3 separate regions of the Zea mays genome follow, and all the other regions are linked to region 3. The links are chromatin contacts, called in public Hi-C maps. All regions are on one chromosome and are shown on one strand. The core of a region is the stretch at or near the end of the contact, and the rest is flanking DNA. Distances in the headings are between cores, read along the strand shown.

The links. Hi-C and Micro-C count contacts between places; a contact is called where the count stands out from the background.
Region 1: a Hi-C map of leaf shows a contact between it and region 3, with 2.6 times the contacts expected there. The contact joins the promoter of LOC100281081 here to the promoter of LOC103638768 in region 3. A contact is called at or near these places in 16 of 25 Hi-C or Micro-C datasets (bundle sheath, ear, endosperm and 6 more) and 1 of 3 datasets of contacts at active chromatin or transcription factors (leaf).
Region 2: a contact with region 3 is called in a Hi-C map of leaf, with 1.9 times the contacts expected there. The contact joins the enhancer-like site here to the promoter of LOC103638768 in region 3. A contact is called at or near these places in 3 of 25 Hi-C or Micro-C datasets (all in leaf).

What each region holds. Positions count from the first base shown.
Region 1 is chr9:103,978,393-103,982,782 of Zm-B73-REFERENCE-NAM-5.0, reverse strand. LOC100281081 (potassium transporter 10) reads right to left here and starts at 1,535. Exons shown (of 9, transcript NM_001154000.2): 1 at 1,273-1,535; 2 at 538-1,087; 3 at 358-411. The coding sequence starts at 1,347.
Region 2 is chr9:104,313,810-104,318,101 of Zm-B73-REFERENCE-NAM-5.0, reverse strand. It overlaps LOC103638770, which reads left to right. Exons shown (of 4, transcript XM_020544073.3): 4 at 1-154. Among protein-coding and RNA genes, the nearest start is that of LOC103638770, 7.2 kb to the left of the region's middle. Within about 2 kb of position 1,456, at least 16 of the 20 cell types and tissues checked have an H3K27ac peak or open chromatin away from gene starts, as enhancers often do. A contact at or near this core is called in leaf, where this site is marked.
Region 3 is chr9:104,184,003-104,188,532 of Zm-B73-REFERENCE-NAM-5.0, reverse strand. LOC103638768 (Stromal processing peptidase chloroplastic) reads right to left here and starts at 2,967. Exons shown (of 25, transcript XM_008661586.3): 1 at 2,652-2,967; 2 at 2,353-2,551; 3 at 1,362-1,591; 4 at 794-992; 5 at 487-534; 6 at 172-279; 7 at 1-10. The coding sequence starts at 2,863.

The sequences.
Region 1 (4,390 bases), core at 286-2,785, 200 kb after region 3:
CCACATCTTTTGATTAAACAGAGAGATAACTCGAGGTGATTGTGTTCAACAGTTCACACCCTGCCATTACAACTTCTGCGAACCAAATTGTTCAGTTACATGGCATCTGATTTGACCACCTTTTCCTATGAGAAACTCCAAATACCACAAATCCACTCTTGCACACATCTCACAGTTAAGAAGTCGCTGAAACCAAGTCCGGAACACAATTGTATGATTGCATCAGGAAACTTTAAGGTGGACCCTGATGCATTTAACTAACAACTTGAATCGATGAACAGTACCTATAAAGCTACAAAGACAAATCTAGACTCAACAAATACAAAATCAATAGGAGGGCGATGATTGGATCCTTACACTTATGATGTTCCTTCTCCATGGACAGCTCCAGCCCGGAAACTGCAGAGAACACTGCAACAGCAGAGCAGCATGTCAGAATCAGAACTACACAGCACAGCAACACAGCCCAAACAAGTCGAGAGCAGCGGAGCCCATCAGCCATCAGGCAAGGCGAAAGGCGTTCGTTGACTCACTCACCGGAGATGGCCGGCGTGAGCACACCGTCGCCGATCACCATGCAGGTGCCCACCAGCGCCAGCACGAGCAGCACACGCTGCAGCACCTTGTGCCGCTCCAGCAGCCTCCTGACGCTGGCAGCAGCGCCCCCGCCCAGCGTCACTGCATTGCCGTTCTGCGCCGTAGCCTTCTTGGTGCCACCGTCGGCTCCGTCCAAGAACTGGTCCTCGTCCCCGGCGGCGGTTCGTCCTGGCGGGAGGAGCGCGGCGCGCGCGTGGCGGCAGAGGAGGGAGTAGAGCGCGAAGGTGCCTCCTTCGCCGTGGTCGTCGGCGCGGAGGACGACGCAGACGTACTTGAGGAGCGGGACGAGCGTGAGCGTCCAGAAGACGAAGGAGAGCACGCCGAGGATCTCCTCGTTGCTCTCCGTGTGCTGGATGTCCTCCGCGAACGCCGCCTTGTACACGTACAGCGGCGACGTGCTGAGGTCGCCGTAAACCACGCCAAGGCTCTGGTACGCCAGGCTCAGCGTCATCCGCCATGGCACCCCGTTCCGTCCTCCCCGCTTCTCCTCCTGCGGGCACAGCACAGCCACACAAACAAAAGAAATCAGCACATTTCAGGACCGGAACCCTCCAAGATCGCAAGAAAACCGACGGACAAGGGCATTCTGAGATTCAGGAGCCACGGCGACGGCGAACAAGAGCCGCCCGACAAGATTGGACCTTCGAAACACCAGGCAACCCCGGTCCACCATACCTCGTCATCGGGAGGAGTGCCCGGCAGCGGCGGCGATGGCGGCGCCTCGGGATCCATGACAGGAGGGCTCTTCATCGCGGCCTCCACCGCCCGGTAACTCCGGTCTGCTCTTGTAACCGAAGAGAAGAAGAGAGACACTTGAGGACTAGTGGGGAAGTTGGGATTAGGTGAAGGTGACGGCGTCGCACAGCGGCCTCACCCCGGTTCTTGGTTTCTCGGGCGTTAGGAATTTGAGCAGGAGGCGTGACAGGATGTGATTCGGTGAGTATATTTGAAGGCCCTGAGGTTTTTAAGGTGGTCAAAGCAACAAAACAGGGGCAAGCTACATTGGCGTGAGGGACAACCAGAAACCGCAGGGGCCAGGCCGCCAGGGGACGGAGGAAGCGGAAGGAAGGAGACGAGAAGTGGAGAACGCGGGAGAGAGAAATAGAGAATATAGGGGTGGCGAGTGGGACACAAAGGGCTAGTCCAAAAACCGGAGATAATTAGAGAGAATAAAATCTCTTTTTTAAGGTTAGTTTGACCATTTTATTTTTCTAAAGAATTTTTATTTTTAAAAATAAATTAGTTTATTTTTATTTTTAAAAATAAATTAGTTTATTTTTATTTTAATAAAATAAAAATCTCTTAAAAATAGGATTATCAAATTAGTTTTTATTTAAAATTAAATAAGCAGTAGATTTTAGCATCACCAATCTCGTTTGATTCTCTAGCTTCCCAACTACTCCGAAGAGAAGAGACGAAGGGATCATAAAAAAGAAGCGGAGAAAGTGGCGCTTTTCCCTTTTGCCAAAGGGCGTGTCTGGTTGCTTGGTGTGGCCCTCACGTCCTTATGCCAGAAGTCTTCTAAAATCTTACTCTGGTCTAATGAAAACTATTTAGATTTTCTCTTCTAAACTTTCAAGCTCTAATAATTATAAAGTGATTCTATCTCTAAAAGTTTTAAAGCACTTTAGTTTAGTTTTTAAGCTCTCTAATATAAGATAGACTAAAAATAAGAGGAAAATTTAGAGTTTAATGGGTACTAATTTTTAGTCCCTCTACTTTATTATATTTTTATCTTTAAATTGCCAAATAAGTAAACTAAAACTCTATTTTAATTTTCATATTTAGCAATTTAGGAACTAAAATATAATAAAATGTAGAGGTTAAAAATTAGTCCTTATAAACCAAACATCCCCTTAGATTGTTTGTATAGAGCTTTAATTAAAAACTTAAGTTTCGATTAGATAATATAAACAGACTTTAAATTACCATTTATCGGGCTATTTGCATAAAATTGGTTTCTATATCTTTTTGCTCTCTGATAGTTTTATATATCTTATTGTACTTTTCGTGTACTTTAGAGGATCATTTTTTTATTCTTGACAGGCACAGATCTGAAATAAAAGGCCAGTATATTTCGATAACCAAATAAAACTGTTAGAGAATATTTTTTTCACACAAATCTCTATTCATATCAATTATTCAAAAAGGATATAAAGAGTGGCTTGTAGTTGCTCTCATCTCTATCATTGCAAATACTGGATACCCCATCCTATACGTTATTATAGGTAACATTTATTATCTAAAACAGATGATAGCACCTTTAGATATAATATACAAAATAATAAAGAAGTGAAAATTATATAGTCAAGAAAAACCGTTTTTGTTGTTAATAAATTTCTACTCTTATAAAGCACCAGTTTTTCTGGTTTCCATTGCCTTCTATTTTATAAAAAATTTCTTATAGCGAATCAAATAGTAGGCCACTGATCATTAATAGCTCCAGGATCATTATAGAATATATAAAATGAGTAATAATCTTTTGTACGATTATCTAGTCATATTAAAGAATCAAACAGTTTTACTAAAGTTATATATGAAAAAAATGTGGGTCATGTCTTTTAAGTAAATTCTTTGTCCGCCAGTGTATGGAAGTTGGTCTATTCCTTTTTGAATTCGATATGGATCTATATATTTGAGTGGTGTTAAATGATAGTTGTAGCTTTCACATGACATGTATCGTTAAACGCAATAATGCATGGTGGAGATTTAGACAATTTTGTTTATTGCTAGAAGCTTCATGTGGGGCAGACGTTTCCACGGTAGATTATACTACCTTTAAAGTACATCGGCATGCGATCATTTTGCTATTAGTGCATCACAGTACGATTGGAACCTGTTATTTTATCATCAAAGGCGATGTTGCTCCGAGACACAGAGCATCCTATAGTTTGTTAAAAAAAATACTATTCTGACCAAATACTTCAATAGAAGAGATTTCCGAAAGAAAAAACCTGTAATATAGAAAGGGTTCTATGTAAAAAAAAGGTAAAAAACACCATAAAATTAAACTTTGCTTGATATTTCAATCTAGCAAGCATGTGTGAAAATTCCGTATCATTTCATTTATTCTCTTGATTTAACATGTTATTGTCTTATTAGGAATACATGTTTTAAGACGACATATTTTACTATTACTTATAGTCATCATATTATCATTGTTAGAAGAAAACGGTTGAGCAAAGCACGTTTTTCATGTAAATACCGTATAATTAAAATATAATTTTTTAAAAAAAACTTCAAAAATCTATAGAAGCAAGTTTTTCATAGAAATATTGTATAATTAAAGTATCAATTTTTAAAAAAAACTTTAAAAAATCTATAGACGTATTTTATTTTAATATATTAAATTTTAAGTTATAGTTGATGCTAAGAGATAAATAAAGAAAAATTTATCTAATACAAAGAATTAAAAAAATGATGATTTTTCTCTTTTATATCGTACTGCAAAATTTTAATGAAGCTGAGTTTTGCCGTCGATTGAACTTATATGTGCTTACGACACTCCTAGCCCTGAAGCTACCTACTGGTTTCAATAGCAAAAAACGCCACCAAGAAATCATCCTAAGAAACTATGTTTGGTTTGAGGTTAAAGTGGGATGGGACGGGGACGACACCGTCCCCTTGATTTTTTGATCACGCCGCCACTAAAAACTATTTTGGTGTTTACCTCGTTCACATGTGACTCTCATCCAAATACTATATAAATTATGGTCGCCCTCTCTCATCCCACCATGTACATTCAACCAAACAGACCCTACAGCATCCAACGCAAGATCTGCTCACGGGAACC
Region 2 (4,292 bases), core at 207-2,706, 130 kb before region 3:
TTTGTTAATCTCCTCCTTAATTAGGAGCTTAATCTGATGTAAACAGAGTGTATGTATGTATGTATATACACACACAAGTATGGCGTATGTATATGTTTGTGTACCATCAGAAATTGAAGAAAGATATGGGGAAGAAATACCTTGTGGGGGTGTATGTAAGGCTATATCTAGCATTTTAGTTATCATCATCCCCATATTTAAACTCCACTCTATGGACAATATAGTTTACAGTACAAAATAATGTTTTGAGTGACCATATGAGTGAACTGTTAGAAACGGTCTAACTTACGACCTAAAAAAATGTTTGTCAATTTATATATGAGTGATAAGGTGCAATTTTCTTGAGTTGAGCTGTTTTTCTTTTGGCATGGTCAAATCGGCCGTACAATTTGAGAATGTTTGGCTGCAATATGATGATCTTCCGGCTGTAGTTCAAACAACTTGGAATCAGCCAACTCAACAACAAGACCCTGCCATGCAGCTAATGGCCAAATTTAAACGAACAAGAAAGGCAGTCAAATTATGACACAAGAGCCTACCTAACCTTGTAAGCACAATTGAGAACACCAAGCTTGTAGTGCAACCCCTGGACTATATTGAAGAAACTAGATATTTGACCATTCAAGAAAGAAACTTCAAGGACCTGATATTTCAACCACTACGGCTCAAACATCTCGTCCACAGGATGGGCTCGGGTAAGCATCCGAGCCCCCGACCCTGGCCTCGGCTCTCTGCTTAGTCAAAACATGGGATACAGGAACCAAACATCCTCCTCCTGATAAAAAACAACAGCTAGGACAGGGGCTATCCCGACGGCCATATGCTACAGGGGCTCGGATTTATGCCCTCCCCCCCTCAACATTACGGCGACCTTTGTACCCCTTGGCTCCTCCCTTTGTGGCTATAAAAGGAGGAGTCCAGAGTCCCCAGAAGACACAGGACAACACTTCACCGTTTGCCCTCCACTTTCGATATTGGCACTAGCCTCAATCAATCACAGAGATTTGAGATCCACTCCCTCTACCAACTTGTACCCCCTACTATGAGCACCTAGGCGCAAGATAATATAAGTCTTATCTCTCTCGCTGGAAGTAGGACCTTCTATTGCTCGAACCAGGATAAATCTTGTGTCTTTTTGCATCACTCATCTAAACCGGGACATGTAGCACAAATTCACTCGTTGGTTAGGACCCTCGGATCAAAACACTGATACCAAACAACTTTGCTTATACACAAAAATCAAAATGGATTCAATCCATATCTACCTAAAAGGAACACTGACAAGTAATAAGTGGGAGTGAATTACAACAAAAACAAACAATAAGCAAAAAATCTATTTTTCCTCAATTTTTTCCAGATAAATTATTTTTTTTCAACAAGTAGCGGCTATGCTATACCAAATACATGGCATGACATTTGGGTGCGAAGAAGGTAGCGTTCTGTCTAGGTAGTTGGCCCATCCTCCCGATGGCTGGCCGTCGCGAGGCCCAGCTGCACTTAGTTTGGCGTTGAATAATAGGCTGAATATAGATGAGTTAAAAAAATCTAATAAGTTGTACGAGTATATATTTATCAGTCTCCATTAGTTTTTGTTAGTCCATAAGTTATACATGTTTAGACCTTCTTTTTGCCGTTCAAAATTATGGACTAAAGTTTAGTTTAGTTAATGTAAACACGTACGAGCTACTTACTCTGTTACATAGTAGACGACTGACGATCCTTAATAGGATTATTTCCTATTAAGTTTAGTTTAGTTTTAGATTTATAAGTTATGCTATACAGCTATGGTACAAATAATGCTTTGGCTCAAACGAGGACCGTCCTTGCGAGTGCAAGTCCAGTCTGCCTCGTCGTGTTTGACAACACTTGGACAAAGAATGGATGGGACCACCAACGAACCTAACGGCCCTCCAACTAGCTCCCAACTGAAAGTAAAGCTACAGGCGATTTCGCAGGCGCTGCCCAAGGATAAAAATCACGCGCCTCAGGCGGTCGTGCCGTAGCGTATTTCGTAACAACGGGAAGGAAAGCACATCCGCGAAAAAGGCGCGCAAGCAGTTCCCGGGCGACTCAGGCAGCCCGCTCGCGTCGCCGTCCCGATGTCCCACTCCCACCCACTAGCTTTTTGAGCAGGACGAGCGCGACAACGCCAGAATATGCGCGTACAATGGACCTGTACTCATCTCCTTTTCTATCCTTAGAGCATCTCCATTAGTTAAATAAATAAGTCCCTAAATATAAACTTAATAAGTTTTCTATAAAAACTCTTGTCCAATAGTTATGTAAATCAGTTCTTTAAATTTACAAATTTCTTACAAAACTCAATTTCATCCCTAGATTTACCTAGATAGGACTCCATAAATCAACGTCGGTACTAAATCAATCACAAAAATCATACTTTTGCCACTGTTTTGCGTTGTCCCACTGTCCTATTACCACAAATCCATCTCCAGCGCAGATGCCTTGATGCCGCCATTGCTAGACACAACCTCTTATATCAAGACGTCGTCGTAACTATTGGAGATGTTCTTAAGGATCTCTCCTGAATATGATAGTTATTGTTTACAAACACCCATAATTACTTTATACACTCTGTTGGGGGGGCTCCGTAGGCGAAGGTCCTCGAAATACTAATCAACCAATAATTCTTAAGTTTGTTTTAGGTATAACTGTGTAAATGCCGAAGGAAACCTTCGTTCGGAGATGGTTAGCCATGATCACGACCGCAAAGGCGAAGCTATAAGCATCAGATCTACGCCATGCGCCTACAACGAAGAAGCTAACAAGAGAAGAGCGAGACCCCTAAGACTTGTTCCACAAGGTTATCAAAGAAAAATACGATAATACCCCTAATCATCTTTATAGTTCATATGTATAGACTTAAGATCGTAATTGTAATTTTGATGAAGATGTACCCCACGACACTATAAATAGGAGCACAATATCATGCATGGGACACTTTTTTGTTTGGGGCGAATTGGCTTGCTCGCTTTCTTGCCTTCACATTGTCATCTGTAAAGTAAAAGGTGTATTTGTAATTATTGATTATAATGCCAAGAATGAAGCAGTGTTTTAATACAAATCTATTTTATCTTCTACATTTCATAATTTATTCCTGTCGAAGTCATTTTATATTTCCTATCTTCTTCCTTTAATTAATCTCAAAAAAGAGTTAACTAAAGGACGAAGTCCAATATTAATTTTCTCGTGTTGTCTTGTTTTTATATCTTACAGGAATAAAAAACGAGGAACCAACACACTCGATGCTAATAATGCCCATATATTTTAAGAATGTTGTTCTTTTTGGTCAAATTTAAAATCTTAGAATCTATTTATTTTAGAATTGAGACAATATTTATTGATAGATTATAATTGGTTGGAAAATATACATGTGTGTTACAATGGAATAAAAGTTAGACGTTGCTTTACACTGTGTCATGTATTCTGTTCCATGATAGTAATCTAATGATTCGGTGTGGGTCGTGTTAGATTCTATGGTGCCTAGGATCGATTCCTAAGCCCCTAAAATACCAATCCGTAATTGTAAATCCTCGATTATGAGTAGATCTATTCTACTAGAGGAATAAGTGTACATACCTTCATTGATCGTAGCAGCCATCGCGGTGTCGTCCTGCAGTGAATATCCACCGCCTCCTCCTCCACCTCCCTACGTGTGGCGAGGAGATTGGTTCATGTCGTTGATCAGCGGTGAATCAACTCCTCCATTAGCACTTGCAGGGGAAGCTCCAATCCCGTTCTCATTGGGGAGACAGCAGGGATCGAAGCCATGAGCCACAACTCTTCCAATCACTACGAACGCCTAAGTGATGGGGACCTCTACAAAGTGTCGATTAAGGTTTTGTGGTCGAGTGATTAGCGTTGGCTAAACCCGTCGGCTCCCTTAATCTATTTATATGGCGTCATGTGACACAAGGAATTCACAAAGAATTTTTAAAACACAAAGAATTTATCCTAGTTCGGGTGTCTAATTAAACCCTATATCCGGTACTAGGTATCCAATTAAGTTCTTACAACAAGAGAAATTGAGTCATCGGAGATCACTATGCTACTGGTCTATGGTTTGGTCGGTTCCTATGAGTTTCATCCCTTCCACACAAGCTCACACCCAGTCTTCAATAGCAGAGGGCGATGGGAGTACAAGTTTGTCATGTACGGCCGCACTTACAGGCGCCGTCGTGACGCCAGGAGGGCTGCAGATCGCACAGCCAAGGCAGGCGCCACAATCAGTGGCTAAGTTTAGAAAGATAAGGATTAGTTTCCCTCTTGCATGC
Region 3 (4,530 bases), core at 1,718-4,217:
GTTGCAACAACTGCAGCAAACAAATTATAATTAGCATACCAAAATGGCGCCCTCATACATTAATCAATTTAGCACAAATCTTAAGGAGTGATAAGGATATAGCCCGTCTCAAATGAAGTCACATATGGGTAAAACAAAAGAAAACTAGGTCAGTGTAAACAGTTCCCTTGCCTGGCAATCAACACGATACTCTATCGTGTTCATCATCTGGAGCTCAGAAAGAATTGCTCTTCTCTCCTTCTCAACACGAGATGAAGAAAACTTTGGATGAAAAGCTATCTGGAAAAATAGATCGTCAGATATGTTATATTCTGTGACACAGTATAAAAAATTTGTTATAAAGATTTCCAAACACCTTGGCAACGGTGACCTAAAATCCCACGTATTGATTGGACATGCGGATTTCAAAATAATCATAAAAATGACTAAAATCGACATTTTCCAGATGATCGCTCCAAAAAGGAATGCTATTTAGAAACACTTTACCTCATTCAATGCATCCAGCACAGAAGGGAGTAAGTCTTCACCATATTCCTGCAGATAGAAGACAAGCTTATATGTAAACATTAAATATCACAATGGAACACATCTAACTAGGATCATAAGTTCTAAAAATTATAGTTTCACAGTCAACAAATACATTCAGTCCATTTACGTATGATTTTTTCCAAGGACAACTAAACAAGAAAACAAATTTGGGCTTCACCAAATACAAATTATCATAAGCTTATTTCCAAATTGGAAATAGACACTGATAAGTTCCACAAAGAAATAAGGACAGAAAAGTAAAGACCTTTGTTTTAGTTGGAGAGTGGATATGGAACACCGTATGGTGGAAGTCTGTATACGCATTAGACCTCGCACCTGTCCCCAAAAGTTTTTCACGTTTTTTACTGCCAAGAAACGCGACATGTTCAATCATATGGGCAATTCCTTGCTCATCCTCCTCCTCATCAATTGATCCAACATGAACTTCCATGTGAGCCTCAAACCTGCAAAATAGCTAGATGAAACCATAATAATATACAAATTCTACACGTATATCATAACAATGTTTGGTTGCTTCACAGTTGCATGAAATTTAGCATGAAATGGGCATCAGGATAATATTTGTCGCTTGATTTATTTACTATTACACAGTTCTGATGTTCAACAAATCAAATAAACACCTCACATTAGTTCAGATGTTAAAGACTCCACCCATAGTTGTCAACTTTCAAGTAACTCCAATCAAATTAAAAAGTACAGAAAACCATCAAAGTTCCAATCATTGTATGGAAATCAAGGGTGAAATTGTACAGAGGAAGTCCTTTGCCATATATAAAAACTAACAGATGTGAGCAGAAAAAAGATTTTCTAACCTGTTTGCTGGAACTTTATTTGGTAAGATAAGATACCGAAGTCCATTCTTCAATTGACCACGAATTAGCTTCGGATGCTCAGGAAGCGGAGTGTTGAGAACATCTTCAAGCTCCTCCTTACTAATAGCATGATCCATGTCACGTGTATCAAGGGAAGTATCAGACCATGTTGGACTTGCAACATGTGGTTCATCAGGTCCAGCGGCGTGCAATATATGGCTAGGCTTGACCTGAAAATTATCAAAGAATTGATTTAGCAAAAGGATGTCCACATTCTACAGGGCCCTTAAAAGGACACAAAGATGACATGGACATGAGATCAGATTATATTCTGGAGCACAATGTAACCTTGTTGTTTCCTTAATTTTTTAGCAAAAACACTCCTTCTAATCTTTCTAAAAAATACAGGAGTAAGTGCATCGGAATTTGGAACGAACATATGACAGCCCTAGAAACTAAATAACACTATCAATACAACAAGAATGGTTGAGCTGCACCATCAAGATACTGATGAGATATGAAAACTATCCTGGCAAATTGATGCTTGTTACAATGATATGATACTTGGTACTACTGCACAAGACCTCTCACTAAGTTCGAATTTTGATGTTCATTGAACGATTAGGCTACCAGATATTCAAAAACAAATGTGATTGCTCCTTCTGTAGATTCCAGAGATGGGGAGAACCTTAATTTGTTTTATGATAAGAAAAGGCACGGTTCTACCACTTAATGTTGTACTGCCGAGGACAGATATTCCAATCCGAATATGTGCATTTATTGTTCTGAACTGACGATATGCCCGTTGCATCCATCACACACGATTGGCATGCAAGCAAAGAAAAGGTAGCCATGGAAGTAAGGCACTAAGCACCTCTTTAGTCCTTATCGCACTCAATGTCTCAATCCAAAACTAAGGAAATCGGCATCATGATTCCTAATCTGACAATTCACTTCAGCTGTCGATCCAAAGCAACAGATGAGAACGAACCTTGGACCCGCTCAACCGGCTGCGAAACGATAGTCCCGACGCGTGCGGGAGCGCGCACGGCGCGAACCTCGCGAGCCCCGACCTGCCCCGCCTACTCTTGGGGAAGCACGAGAGGCAACCGCCCTTCTCCTCGCCGACGCCCCAGGTCGACGCAGCCAACGCGGGCGCCGCGCCGAGTTCTTGCGCGCGTCTCCTCGACCTGCGAGGCACGCAATACGGCGATGAGAGCGAGCGGAGGGGCGACGCGAGCCCACCGATAGACCCAACAAATTGGAACCGGCACGGTCGGAAGCACGGGCCTGGATGAGACGGCGCGGCGGTGCGTGCAGCGGAGGGTGTTAGCCGCGACCGCGGAGGAGCGGAGCGGGAGAACGGGCCGGCGCGCGGCGGGGCGGAACGAGAGCGAGGAGCGGCGCGCGGCTGCGGCAGCAGCGAAGGGGTGGCGCGGGGCCAGGCGCGGCGGCGCGGAGGCCGCCGACGCCGCGACTGGCGGGAAGGGGGCCGAGGCCATCGGGGTGAGATGGCCGCGGGGGAGGGGAAGGGGAGGATAGGAGGACGCTCTCCTCTTTGTTTTGGATTTTGGTTTTGTGAAAGGGAAATGCAAGGCACGGCGTCCGCGTTGCTTCGCGGAGGCGAGGCGCAGCGCAAATATCGTGGCTCGGGCTGGCGGTGCTGCCGAGTTGTACTGTAGGTTGTGGTCGTGGCCTGGGTTTGGGCTTGGGGTTTTCTGCGCGCTTTTGGAGTGAGGATTGTGTTCAGCGTGACCACCGAGATATTTCAGACTTGTGATGTGATGACCGATGAGTGGCCGGCCATCCTTCGGGTCTTGTCATGTAGCATCAAAACGGATACTTATTTAAATATTTATTTTTTATTTTTTCTTGAAACTGCTACATAAAATCGTATCCTTGTCTTTAGTATTGAGCTTTTAAGATTTATAAAAGATAAATCTTAAATTTATTATATAACTTCTTAAATGAAAAATAAAATTCGGATACAAATACGTATTTATATTTTTTTCACTTTTTTGTTGTACATAGCAAATATTGGATAAGACAATTTATGCAGGATTCTATTCTTATTTATAATAGTGTGCTTGATAACATAAGAAGAGACCGGCATCAAATTTTATACATATTTATTCTAAAATATTAAATTTTCCCTAACAATTTAAATACTCACTTTTATCTCTATTGTCGAAAAGATAACAATGTATTCTGTCAGAGAGTAAATCTCCGGCCGGATGGCGGAGTGCACACACCCTAAATCCTAAGATGAGGGGGCTTAGGCGTTTTGCTTGACAGTTGGAATAAACGGGAAGAACTCAAGAACACACAAGGATTTAGAGTGGTTCGGGCCGCCGGAGCTTAATACCCTACTCCACTATGAGATGTATTGCTTGTGAGCTTGTATGAGCTTGCGAGTCTAGGTGTGATCTTAAAGGACTCTCCTGTGTAGCGTCGCATGCCTCCCCTTTTATAGCTGAAGGGGGCATGCACAAAAGTGCTGGGCCCCGACATGTGGGCTCAGGGACATAAAGAATATAGCGCTTGGAGCCACTAATGTTTGTTGCCGAGGCAATCTTCTTGTGTCCTGACGCCCGAGATCTCTGTATCCTCGGCGTGCAGGGGAAGCTTCTTGCAGAAGGGATGATGAGTACAGTGTGCCGCTCGGAACGGGCGCACTGTTCGCCAACAGACTGGTCAGCCTTGCCAAGGCCCGGTCCTTACTCGGAGGGACCTGGGGCTTACCCGAGGGACCCAGCATGCCCTCTTGGGAGCTCCGGACCCATTCGTACAGGGGTCCGGTGTCCTTCCGCGGAGGTCCGGACCTATCAATGCACCCTGGGGAGTCTTATCTTTCCTTGCCACGTGGTGCTCCTAGCCCTGCCCATGTGGTGGGGTCGGGCGCTACTCCTCGTGTGACCTGGGGGTGTCGTACGGGTACAGCGTCTTCATACTACAGAAGGGGGTACCCCTGTCTCGAGGTACCGACAGTGGCCTCGGGGCCCACCTCAGGGGAGGGTGCGAGCCTGTAGGTGGGGCCAAAACATGTATCCTGCGTAAGCATAGCGTGACTAGGGCATCTTCTTAGCGCGCGCCGTACTAACCCAGCGCGCGCATGCTGTCAGCTTGCTACTGGCCACACCAATCGTCGTGCCGGTTTTCGCGGTCGACC